Linked DNA regions of Mus musculus: region 1 is linked to region 2. Evidence: chromatin contacts called from public promoter capture Hi-C data. All regions are on one chromosome and are shown on one strand. Each heading gives the region's core, a stretch centred on a gene start, on an enhancer-like site or on the middle of the called end of the contact. The rest is flanking DNA. Distances are from core to core; before and after follow the strand shown. Region 1 holds the start of Grid2 (glutamate receptor, ionotropic, delta 2). Region 2 holds the start of Ccser1 (coiled-coil serine rich 1).

Region 1 (6,168 bases), core at 119-2,618, 2.1 Mb after region 2:
TAGATTCAGAAGAATTGAAATTCAACAACTGGGGCTCTGTGCAAATCAATGTTATCCAAAACATGTGTATAAGTCCCAACCATCAGTGAAGACATTGGTGAGCTCATTTTAAAGTAGTGTTTCTTTTAGACTCCATGGAAGACTGCATTGAGAGCCTAGGAGATGGGTGGGATTATTTCATACTCAAGGGTCGGGCAGTGTTTCATGAGTGACAGGTTTCTGCTCTTGAGGTGCTGAGGGACTTGAATGACTTTATTGTAATCCATGAGATACTGTTGATGTGAGCAGCAAAAGAACAAAACATTTTCTCGAACGTCCAGGGATGGAATTTACAAAATGAAGGAAAGTTAGGATATTTCAGACGCGAGAATAGGCAACTAAGTCAAATCATCAAGATAGTAGAAAAGGGGTCAGTGAGGAAACAGGAACAAAAGATCTTAGCCAGATTCACAATGAACTTGGGTTCTGATATCCATCCCCCAGGTAACAAGTTTCCCAGCCAGTGGACTACGTTTGTAATTGAAACAGTATCAGAGCTGTTAATAGCTGACCTCAGTTACACACTTGATTGAGTTAACAGAACCCCCTTCTGCAATAAGATGGAAGGATATAAACTAGTCATTAGAAGTCACCAAGAGCAGGGGTAAAGCTTGCACAAAATCCCTTCTTTTAAGGCCGGGACCTTACCTTACAGTGCATCTGCAGGCTCCCCAAGAACAGCAAGTAGCTTCCCTGTGGCTACTTAACTGCACAGGTGATTAACTTAATGCAGGATTTTGACGACTGAGGCTGTTTTGTTTGTTTTGTTTTATTGTCCTTAACATTTTTAGATATATATTTGAATGTCAAGACTGTCTGTTTTCTAACAGTATATCAAAATTCTTTCTGCATTTTGATTGCCTTAAAAACACCAGAGACCGAAAGGGGGGGGGGGGGAGCAACCCACTGTTTAAAGGTAATTAGCACGTTCTCCGCTTTTTATAACTTTATAATTGAAATCTCATTAAAAGCTTTCTAGGTCTTCTTTTCCCTAAGTGACTAGGTGTCCCTAATTTGTTCTTAGCCAATGTGACTAATTCCAGACGACGCCTAGAAAAAAGTCCGGTACCTGTTGGGGGATAGCAAGGTTAAATAAGTGGGGTGGCTTTTTAGGTTGTTTTTATAACCTACGGGGAAAAACAAAAACATCCAAAAAAAAAAAAAAAACCGTCAAGGCAGGTGGGGGACTTCACTGCCTTCTCTTTGAGTCCTGCCTTTCTCAGTCCGGGTGAAGATTCCCAGGGAATTGAGAGCGCGGTTTTGTTTCTCCCTTGTATTGCAGATAGGGGGAGGAGGTGGTTATTAGAAGCTCTTCCTCTCTCGGTTCCCCTCTCCGCCTGACAGCACCGCTCTCTTGCGGACTCGCTTCTCCTAGGTGATCCATTTCTAGGCAACGTGGGGCTGCAGCGGAGCTTGCCAGGCTGCTGTTGGCTTCCCGCATCCCGCCAGGCGAGCGGCTCGGGAGCATCCTGCAGCCGCGGCTCCGCGCGCCGGCCTGGCCCGCTGCTCGCTCCCGCCGGACTCCCCCGCCACCGCGCCCGCCGCGCCAGCTCCGGGGCCCGTCTCGCGCCGAAGGGGAGTATTCTCTGCATTACTAGCTGCATTACCTTCAAGTTCACTTTTGCCACCCCTCCCGAAGCGGACCTCCCCCTCCCCGCTGGAATCTGGCGACTCCGATCGCATCTTCATCCTCGCTGGTGGCACTGAGAGCTGGCCGCGAGGCGCCACGACCGCGCACGGCCCCGGGTGGAGGGGCTCGGCGGCGGGGGAGGGCGCGGGCACATCCGGCGCGGGGGTGCCCAAGTTGCGGCGGAGCTGGGACCCGCCACCGCGGCCCCCGTGCGGCCACGGCCACCGTCTGAGCGCCAGCCTCGCCCCCCGTCCGAGAGCAGCCAAGGCTGGATACATTTTTTAAAAAGCCCAACTGCAAACAACTCTGGCAATGCCAAAATTCCCCTCCGAGTGACAGGGCTTGGGAGGAGGCTGCCTCTGGCTGTGCTAGCTCTCGGGTCGCCCGTGCCTCTTCTGTGACCAGAAAAGATTGTGCTGTAAAGAGGGATTTGGAAATTAGGGGGAAAGCTGCACTCAACTCTATCCTGACCTCAAACTCTGTGGACCGCTTAAGAGAATATCTACGTCTTGGAAGCAAAGTCGTGGTCAAGGAGGATCGGCATCGGAGGATGGAAGTTTTCCCCTTGCTCTTGTTTCTGTCCTTCTGTTGGTCTCGAACCTGGGACCTGGCGACCGCTGATTCTATCATCCACATCGGTAAGACAGGGCTTCTGTGGCTTGTGGCGACTTTCCCTAACGTTTCCTTGGCTGTGATCTCTGCTTCCCCACCCCCTCGAGCCTCCGGCTGCTGCCAGAGTGGCCTAGGTTCGCTCCCCTCGGTGCCCGCGCTCTCACGGGCTCAGCTTTCCCTAAGCAGTGACTGAGCCTCGCGGCGCGGAGTGAGGCCGTGTGTGGAGTGCGGGCCGGGCACTAGAGGCTCACGCCTGCCTCCGCGCAGGAGTGTGGGGAGTGTGGGGACTCCGGGTGTGGGGAGAAGGAAGTTTGATTGACTCTATCTTCTCGATTTTTCCCGGATGTACATTTGAGCCATTAAAAAAAAATCATAGGGGGTAAGGCTGGCAGTGGCATCCGCGGGGGAGAGATGCGGGCTGGGGCCGGGGGCGCTCCCCGCGGCTCGAACAGGTGGTTTTGCATCCTGAGCGGCCGAGTCCGCTGCGGCGATCGATGCGGACTCCCAAGCTCGCCGTCCTCTGCGGTTCCCGCGACTCGGAGGCTGGAGAGGATGGCGGGGCACTCGCTCCCAGTCCGGGGCGTGGGAGACGCCAATGCCGGCGCAGGCCGCTCCGGTGCCCGGCACAGACACGGTGGCCTCTGACAGCCATCTCCAGAGCTGCTCCCGGGCGAGCTGAGTCCGGGCGCCCCGAGGCCCCGCGGGTCGCCAGGCTCCTGGCCCCACCTATTGGCGAGCCGAGCGTCCGGGCAACGTGGCTGGAGCGGCGGGGCTCGAGTCATTATCATGCAGGGTGCCCGCAGCGAGGGCTCCAACTCTTCTCACTTGCTAATCCCTGAGAGCTAAGTGGAGACTGGCTTTTGCAGCCTTTTTTTTTTTTTTTTTTTTTCCGCGTTAATGTGATGATTTCCTTTTCGGCAATTCGCCCCCTGGGCAAGCAAGGTTCATTTGCTGGGCTGCAGTGAGGCCCCTCTGGAGGATTTTTTTTTTTTTTCTTTTTTGGGTACAGGAGTTTTATCAGTACAAATGGTTTCCTGTTCTGCAAATCCTGGCGACAGATGGGTCACAGCTTCTTTGCCCTTCTACCGTGGCGCGCGCGCGCGCGCGTACACACACACACACACACACACACACACACACACACACGTGGCAGGTGAAGCAGCTGCAGGTGGTAGTTACTTCCAAGCAAGGGGCTTCTGTCTGGTGTGTTTGTGCCTGTGGTGGACAGATCTTCAGCTCCAGGGGGCTCCCTCTTTTGGTATTATAGGCTGTCTTTGTAAACATGTCTGCCATTCTCTATCATTTATTTCAATGGGACTATATGTCTCTGTGCAAGGGGTAATGAGGTCACAATTCAGAAAGCCTTGCCCTTGTGCATTAAGAAAATGAAGCATTACATAGCTGGCCTTCTGGATCCCGTTTTGCCTGGGGCTTACAGTGCCTGTAGGTTCAGAACTTTTCAGGAAGAAATCTCATTGAAGGGTTCAGTAACGCTCTGATAAGAGTTTGGAAATGAACCATGCTTTTCGTAAAGACATGACATGAATTTATGTCCAGTTGTAAGTGAGTAGAGCAGGACCGGGGGTGGGATTGCTATGCCTTTCTTTATATTCATTTGATGACTGGGGGTTTCTCACTTATGTTTGCCACTCCCCCCACGGGGGTACTTGTAGATAAGTGTTTGTTTTATTGCTTATTCTGTGCTCCACATGTTAAGTACATAATTTACAAACATGTATAAATCTTCTTATTCTTCACGAGAGGAATACTATTTTACAGGGCACTCCAGGCATCTGGTTCAGAATAGAAAATAACTATCATATATTGCCAACTGTTGTCTCTCAAAGTGACAGGGCTTACTTGTTTATAACTAGATTCTTAAAAAGTAACTGTACAGCAATTAGGCAGAAATCTAGCTGTGCGCATCAACAGTGTACAGCCAACTAAAAGAAACACCTCTTTCTCAATTAATTTGGCTTGAATGAAGTTAATGCATTAGACAAGGGAATTGGCTTCTTTTATAGACTACCCTAATATTGCAGTGAAGCTAACAGGGTTTTAAAAGCTTCATACCTCTTATAATGTACTGAAAATTGGCTATGTTCTGTGTACCTCAGAGGTTAAATGCCCCCTTTCCTGAATATTTAGCAAAAGTATGATACATTCAAAGCTGGTACATCTGTATTAGACTTGTATGCCAGCAGTTAGCATGCACTGGGTCAGCTTGCTTACTTTGTTGGTGAGGAAAAGGAATTTTTTAGGTGTTTTTTAGATGAAATGTAAGAAATACGAACATGGGGAATGCATTAGCTCCAGCCTAAAGGGTTGAAAATGACCCCACTGGCCAGGCATATTTCATGTAAAGAAATATAAAGATACATGCAGAATTGAAAGTGGTTGTGATAGATTGTTCAGGCATACTGGAAAGGTAAAAAGTCAGACAGACATTGCTCTAGTAAGTTCTAGTAAATACTGGAGTTTTTTGAAATTGAACATGGTATGTGTATGAATTTCTTGTCTCTCTGGTTTACTTCATGTAGGTAGTTTAATAGGGAAAATTGCATATTAAGTTTTAATATTTTGTCAAATAAATTAGTTTATTATCATCATGACATACATTTTAATGGTTGAACCACAATGATTGAGGTAAAAATATATTTTCTACTCAAAATACATAACATTATAATTGCTTGAATTTTCTGGTAAGCATATTTTAGAGACATGTATTAGTTGCATGTATTTATATGCTAAATACACATACCCATATATACATAGTACTTAATGTTGAATCACCTCCCTTGCCCTGGTGAAAGAAAGGTCTTTGACATATAAAAACTATGCAAGTTTGAATTATGCTTCTACTTTGGGCCTGTGCATTGATTGAGTAATTTCATCAGACCCACATTACTTGATTGCTTAGAAGTTTCCTAACGATCTGCATGCTGTAGGAAGAACCAAAACGTCGTGAGTGGAATGGCAATGATACCGTGTTTTATGAGGCTATTCAGAAGTCGCGCTGATTTATGTAGCTAGAAAGCTCCCAAGTCTTTGAGATTAGCCACGCTGACTGCTATTCTCCTCATACATCAGGCGTCCCACACTCTGTACTCCCTCAACACAACAGGAGTGTAGAGTGTGCTGCTTTAATTAAGCAGGGATTAGGTGGCATTTCCAGTCAACTGCATAGTTTGTGTTTTGCTTCCTGTCTACTATGGAGGATTTCGCATCTTAGCAGTTTAATACATGCTCATTTCTTTATCTAGTTCCTGTGCTCAGAGAGCAGATTGTCCCCAGTCACATATTTCTATAAAGAAATGTGCAAGGACTATACTCATTCATATATTACACACATCACTAGCAAGTTTTGGCTGTAATCAGTTTTAGTAAAATGCCTTATGTCAACAAGGAGTAGAAAAGAGCCATTTATCCGTTTTTCTCCCACAAACAGATGATACTTCATTCTCCAAGATTATAATAATCACTCTGTCATTATGAGAACCTAAGACAGTTCACAGCATGTCTGCATCATCAGAATCTTCAAGGTATACACTACAGCTGGTTTACTGAAATGTTCAGATCATTGTAATCAACACAAGACCAACAATTGAGTGGTTTTCTTTCCTTTATTCCGGGGTCTATTTTATCAAATATGATTACAAACACATCCCCAGAAGGCAGAGGCTAACTAAGTTTTTTTTTTTTTTCCAAAGTATTTCCTTTTCTTCACATGGTTTTTCTTGAGTAGCCAATGACCTCAAACTGTCATCAGGGACTCATTGGTTCATATAGCCCAAATTGCTTTCTTCCCTTTTACTTTTGTTACAGCAACCTTTTGTTCCTTAAGTTATATAGAAATAGAGATAAACTTACAAAAAGTGTTCGGACAC
Region 2 (5,956 bases), core at 2,164-4,663:
TGTGCTTCCACATCAAGACTACATATTTGGTGTTTTCTGGACCCAGAATTGCAGCTGAGTCAATCTTGATCCAATTTCTCATCCAGTCCTGCTCGGCATGAATTGCTTCTCTTCTCCTCAGTTACCCATTGGCAGCTTTCACGGGATAGCAGCCATCATAAAGAGCAACACCTAGGAAAGATTAAAGAAAGAGATGCAAAATTCTTTAAATTTTGGGGTGTGCATGTGTCTGTGTGCATGTGGAGGCCAGAGGTTAATACTAGGTGTCTCCCTCATTCACTTTTCACCATTTTTTTTTTTTGAGACAGGGTCCCTTACTGAACCACAGCTCAAAGATTTCCCTAGACAGGCTGACCAGCAAGCCCTAAGGTCCTTTTGTCTTTCCCTCTTCAGCAGCAGGATTACAGGTGTGCATTGCTGTCTGTTCCTGGCTTTTATGGGGATGATGGGGATGAAACTCAAACTCTTACGCCAGGTAGAGAGCATTTGGCTACTCACCCATGTCACCAGTTCTTTATCTACATAGTTTTGTAAATATAGAAAAGTTAATTCAGTTTCTAAATTATTTTATAGCTAGTAACTGGGTAGGAAAGAAAGAAAAAAAAACCTCTATTATCTTTTCTGAACCCCACTTCTAGGTTTTAGCGGTGCTACTTAGGAATGCCTAATTTGGCTCATTACTGGTGGGAATGCAGTGCACATAAGGAGCACATATGTAACTGGCAACCTAATTTTTCTGCTTTCATCAAAGGCTGCGATGCCAAATCTTCATTCAACGTGCCAGTTAGATACACTTGGGAACCTAACAGCAGCACGCACATAAGAGATGAAAAGGAACAAACTGGAAGGAGTCATTAACTTTCTGTTTTTCTATCACAACAAAAATTATCGCGTTGAACGCACTGCAACTGGGAAATTCCACTTGAAAGATGAAGCAATCTTAAAAGAGAATAATTCATTTACTAACTTCCTCAAGTGTCCATTAGAATTCATAAACGAGGCTTCTAGCATGGAGGGGTTTTTTGTTTTTTGTTTTTTTAAGAAAAATAAAAAATAATGAAAATGAATCCACTTTTCAGAAGTCTGTTTTCGGGCACATATTCCATTTGTTTTTTAGTCCAGTGCATATGAATTCAAATCTTTATTTGGGAAAATTTCATAAAATAAGGAAATGTTAGCTTTTGTGTCTTAATGAAAACAACAACTGACAGATTGCCATGGTTCTCACCAATTAGGAATGCAATTTGTGAGTGTGAAAACTGCTGTCAGTTGTGGTTACCAAAATGCCCTGGAATATCTCCTATAATTTTGAAGTATGTATTATAGAGTAATAATGACTACTGACCATAATGAAATAAACAGTACCAAGTCCACTAAATGGTCAGAACCTAGCCAGCATCATCAAGCACTGTCCTTCAAAAAATGAACAGAACTTTTAAAAATGTCTCTTTACAGCTTGTAACTCATGAGCTGAAAATGTTTAGAAATAACTTCTTTTCAAAATTGCCTTTTGCAGTAACCACAGATTTCTCCTACTGAAGACTGTGGTGCAAACTTTCGTAACTTTTCCATCCATGGCTTCGAGTATTTTCAGATTTTTTTTTTAAAAGTCCTTGCCCATTCCTAAAAGTGATCAGGTTGTAAGGCTCTCTTACACCGTGAAAGAAAAGAGACGTGGCATTGGAGAGGGTTTTAGGTCAGCCTATTAACAATTGTCTAAAGCTCTGAGGAAGGACAGGAAGCAGTGTGAACATCCTGGCTGTGTCCTTTCTTTATGCGTCTTGATATGTCCGAACAACTCTTAACAGACTCATTGCAGGAGCCATGGGAGAGTTGGGTATGGCAACATTTACTGGAGAAAGGTAAATTAAAAGGCTTGAGGCTGGGAAGATGGCTCAGTGGCTGGTGCTGGTTGCGCAAGGGTGAGGACCTGTACTGACCCTATACTGACCTGGGGACCTCCAGGACACTCCCCCTCCCCATGGGTGTGATAACACACATAACCCTGGGCCTTTCACCACAGAGAATCCCTTGAAACTTCTATGTGCTCTAGCCTGAGTACCTAGAACTGAAGGCATCAGGTTTCAACAAGGTGGGCAGAGAGTACGCACAGAGAGGTATGAAATGCACATATTTTCAGCCACACATATGAACACAGACATCAAAGAAACACAAATCCTCACACGTGCATGTTGACGAATGCTAAATATGCACTTGCCATAACCCACACAAGAAGAAAAATGCAGCATCAACTTTGCAAACACCTCCCCTTCTGAGTGTCTTGCTTTGTTATATAATAATAAATAATAATAATAAAACATATAGCAGAGATACTCTCACAGAAGAACATATAACAATCATAATCATATTCATTCAAAAGGTATACTTCTTGTACATCCGACCTCCACAGCCACTTCGCAGGAGTCAGACAGATTAACCAGAAGATGCATACAAATATGCACACGTACTTGGAGCGTAGGCTGTTAGACTTTCGCACGCATGCTGGCTGCTTCCAAACAAAGTAGTACACCAGGCATGAAGAACTTAAACTTTGAGAAAGAAGCTTCTAAAATGTGCCAGTAAGAACTCTAATGTATGACCTTAGGAACATATTATGTACCTCGAAATGGTCCTATATTCTAGCAGAATGGGTTAAATGTTTCTGCGAGAGTTAAATGGTTTCCATGTGTTGTATTGTCTGCTAAAGGCATAAATAGAAGGAATGGGGATGAAGAAGAGGACGAATGGGAAATTGTTCAGGTCCCAGTACAACCTTAAAGGAAATGATGCAGTGCAAGGGGAGACAGGATCACAGGAAAATGAATTAGGTAAACAACTGCACCAAGCATCAGAAATATTTCCATCTCTGAAGAGATACATTTTCTTCAAGAGGTCACCAGTCTAATGGTGTCAAGCTGGTTCCGGACTCTGGGTTGCTACTGAGGACCGCAAGAGTAGGCAGAGGAGTCCACTCCCAGCCAATCCCAAGGTTTCCATTCTTACAATCACTGCCACAAACGGTTACTGGGAGGCGTGACCTGTTTAAAGGGAAGGAGGCCGGGTCCTTGTTACCTTGTTAGCTACAGAGTTGTCAAGACGATCGTGGGGCGGATGACACGGAAAGACCCAGACAGAATACTGCAATAACTCCTATCTCCAGGAAGGGAAAGACAATATCTCTGTCACAGAGAGCCCAGGCGCAGCGCTGTCCCATTCTTCAGCGTCCCACCGCGCGTGCCCCTTACTGCCCTGGCGACTCGCAGGGCGCGGGGATCTGGCGCTCGGCGGGCTCCGCTCCCTCCCCCGATTCGGCCGCGGGTGTGCGCGTGTCGCCGCGCCAGGCTGCGTGCGCGGAAGCCAGCGACGCGGTTGGCCGACGCCGCCCTCGGGCTGCCCCCGCCCGGCCCGACACTGTCACCCGCTCCGAGGCCGCGGCGCCGCCTCCTGCCGCCGGGAGCGCGGCCTGCCCGGGAGGCGCTCGCTGCAGCCGCCCCGCGGCCCCGCTGCGCACACCGCCGCCCACCCGCGGCCGCCGCGCGCCCCGCCCGCTCCCATCCTCGCTCAGAATGACTGACTGCGAAGCTCTGGCGGAGCAGCCGCGGTGGCGCAGGCGGGAGCGGCAGGAGGAGTGCTGAAGACAGCGGCCGAGCCGGAGTGGACGCCGCGTCGGGACCAGCCCGCAGCTCCAAGGTAGCGACGCGGTGCAGAGGACTCGCGTGGGGCCTGGACTGAGCGCGACCAGGTGACTCTCCCCGGCTCGGCCGTCGGCCCAGCGGGGGGTTGGGGGGGACTCGCCTGGCGGGCGTGGGCACTGCGCGGCGTGGCCCGCTCCTGCAATCCGGGGGTCTCGGTCGCAGAGTTGGCGCGAGCTCCGGTTGCGGAGCGGGGGCGGGGGCGGTGCGGTGGGGCAGGCGGGAGCTCCACGCCGACCGCCCCTGCCTCCGGAGCCCGCCACGTAGAGTGGACGGATTGCTTTGTGGCGCACCCCGGGATCGCGGGATGCGGGCGTGGGGTGCTCCTGCGTGTGTTCTCGCGCCGGGTCACCCGGCCGGAAAGTGAACCCCGCGCTGACAGCAGGTGGCTGTCAGGCCCCTCACCTTTGGGCTTGAATCTTAGGGACTCGCGCACACGGTGCCAGCGCCTAGGGAGCGTGCGCGAAGGGGCGACCGAGGGATTTGTGAATGGTGCTTCTGAGAGGAGGCTGTGCCTTGCTGATGCAAAGGGGCTAGTATCCCGAGTGAGAAGAAAGGCTATTTATGGCAGAGTTGTGGGGTTCCCTTCTGTGTACGCTGAGCCCCTCCTGCTTGGAACTGGAAGCAATTCTGCAATTCTGCTTTTTTTTTCCCCCCTTCTGGAACCTGCTCTGTAAAACGAAAGAAGGAAGTCTGAAGTAGACTCCGGTGTGTACAGGTAGAAGTGCTTCTTGGAGGTCATGAACCCCTGCTCTGCCATTTCTGAGAGTCCTAGCTGTCTGTTCCTGCTACCTCTTCAGGTCCCCACTAAGACCACAGGACAGAAAACCTGCTTGCTTTCAGCAGCTTTCACTGGTCAAACCATTGCAGTTGAGCACTTTTCTTCTGAAATGAAACACACACCCTCCATTCTTCCCTTCCCATGAGGGCTGTTCAAAGAATGTTCACCTATTTTACACGAAGAGATGTTATTCAAAGCCCCTGGGAGAATGTTGCTATGTGAGTTTATGTCGACACCGACTCTTTAAATCTAGTTACTGGGGACAACCTAGAGTACTCTTCATCTAGGCTATAGAATAATTAGTTTGTTTTGGTTTCCCTTTGTGCTTTCTTTAAACAAGTGCCAATTACAGGGTCATAATTTGAAGCTTAGATGTAAGTTGGGTCAGTGTCTACCAGAGTACCTTAGCAAATTTATTATGTCCTTTGAAGAAGCAAACTGTGTTTCTATATAACTGCTGACTGGACTGTGACAGTGGAACATTGCTTCAATTAATTTTAAGCTGAATTCTCCTTGAGACTGCCATATATAATTTTTTTGTTTTAAAAATCAGACTGAAATTCCATATTACATATGACTGCACCTTTGGTAGTCTCTCTCTCTCTCTCTCTCTCTCTCTCTCTCTCTCACTCACTCACACACACACACACACACACACACACACACACAAAGCATCAACCTATTATTAGAGTGATTTGTCTTCACCTCATTTAATTAAAGAGACTGACCAGAACTGTTTTGATTTAAAAAAAAATGTATGTGTGGTAAGCCCCAGGTTAAAGAGCTTTCCCTACCAGTTCGTTCATTTGAATAGAGTTAAGAGTTTGATTACATATGCATATATGAACATATATAGATACATGTATATATTATCTATCTATCACCATCTATTGTCTATGAATTACTGCTAGTTCAATGTGCATTTGCAATGCTGGAGTGTCTTGTGGGACTCTGACCACACCACATAGATATAGTTCCATTACTGTGATACTGGAAGTCATATTTATGGAATATTCTTAATGTCATTGGAATTGGTTATTGTTTCTTATTTTAAAGTTTTTTCTAGTACTATGTTAGTTGACATTAAATTCCAGAAGTAGAAAATGAAACATTTATGACCTTACAGTAGTAATTTGCTTTTCTATCATACTTTATTGTTCATCATAATACTCATAGTAAAGGCCTGTCTTGAGTAGTGGGATGTCTAGACAGTTTTGAGACACACAGGGACTTCTTTCTATATACTCTACTCTTCAGGAACACATGGGCAGTTTGAAGGAATCTGAGGTGAATACTTAAAGACAGAGTTAACAGCCCATGATAGCATGGGATTACAGGTCTAGTGAGGAGTCCAGGGGCTCAGAGAGTGGCAGTAACATTTAGTACTATATTTTGTCTGAAAAACATCAGTAGGTAGGTGAGACTTTGTCTTTTATTAAAGGGCTCGTAAGATTAGTAGGTTGTGGATAACAAGACCTACAAG

Evidence for each region. Promoter capture Hi-C pulls out the DNA fragments that hold promoters and counts their contacts.
Region 1: a promoter capture Hi-C map of hippocampal neurons shows a contact between it and region 2, with 8 times the contacts expected there. The contact joins the promoter of Grid2 here to the promoter of Ccser1 in region 2. A contact is called at or near these places in 2 of 39 promoter capture datasets (cranial neural crest and hippocampal neurons), 1 of 484 Hi-C or Micro-C datasets (cerebellum) and 1 of 115 datasets of contacts at active chromatin or transcription factors (astrocytes).

What each region holds. Positions count from the first base shown.
Region 1 is chr6:63,254,638-63,260,805 of GRCm38.p6, forward strand. It overlaps Grid2 (glutamate receptor, ionotropic, delta 2), which reads left to right and starts at 1,369. Exons shown (of 16, transcript NM_008167.3): 1 at 1,369-2,307. The coding sequence starts at 2,220.
Region 2 is chr6:61,176,912-61,182,867 of GRCm38.p6, forward strand. Ccser1 (coiled-coil serine rich 1) reads left to right here and starts at 3,414. Exons shown (of 11, transcript NM_183310.2): 1 at 3,414-3,742. A730020E08Rik (RIKEN cDNA A730020E08 gene) reads right to left here and starts at 3,899. Exons shown (of 3, transcript NR_040287.1): 1 at 3,796-3,899; 2 at 3,073-3,150; 3 at 1-171.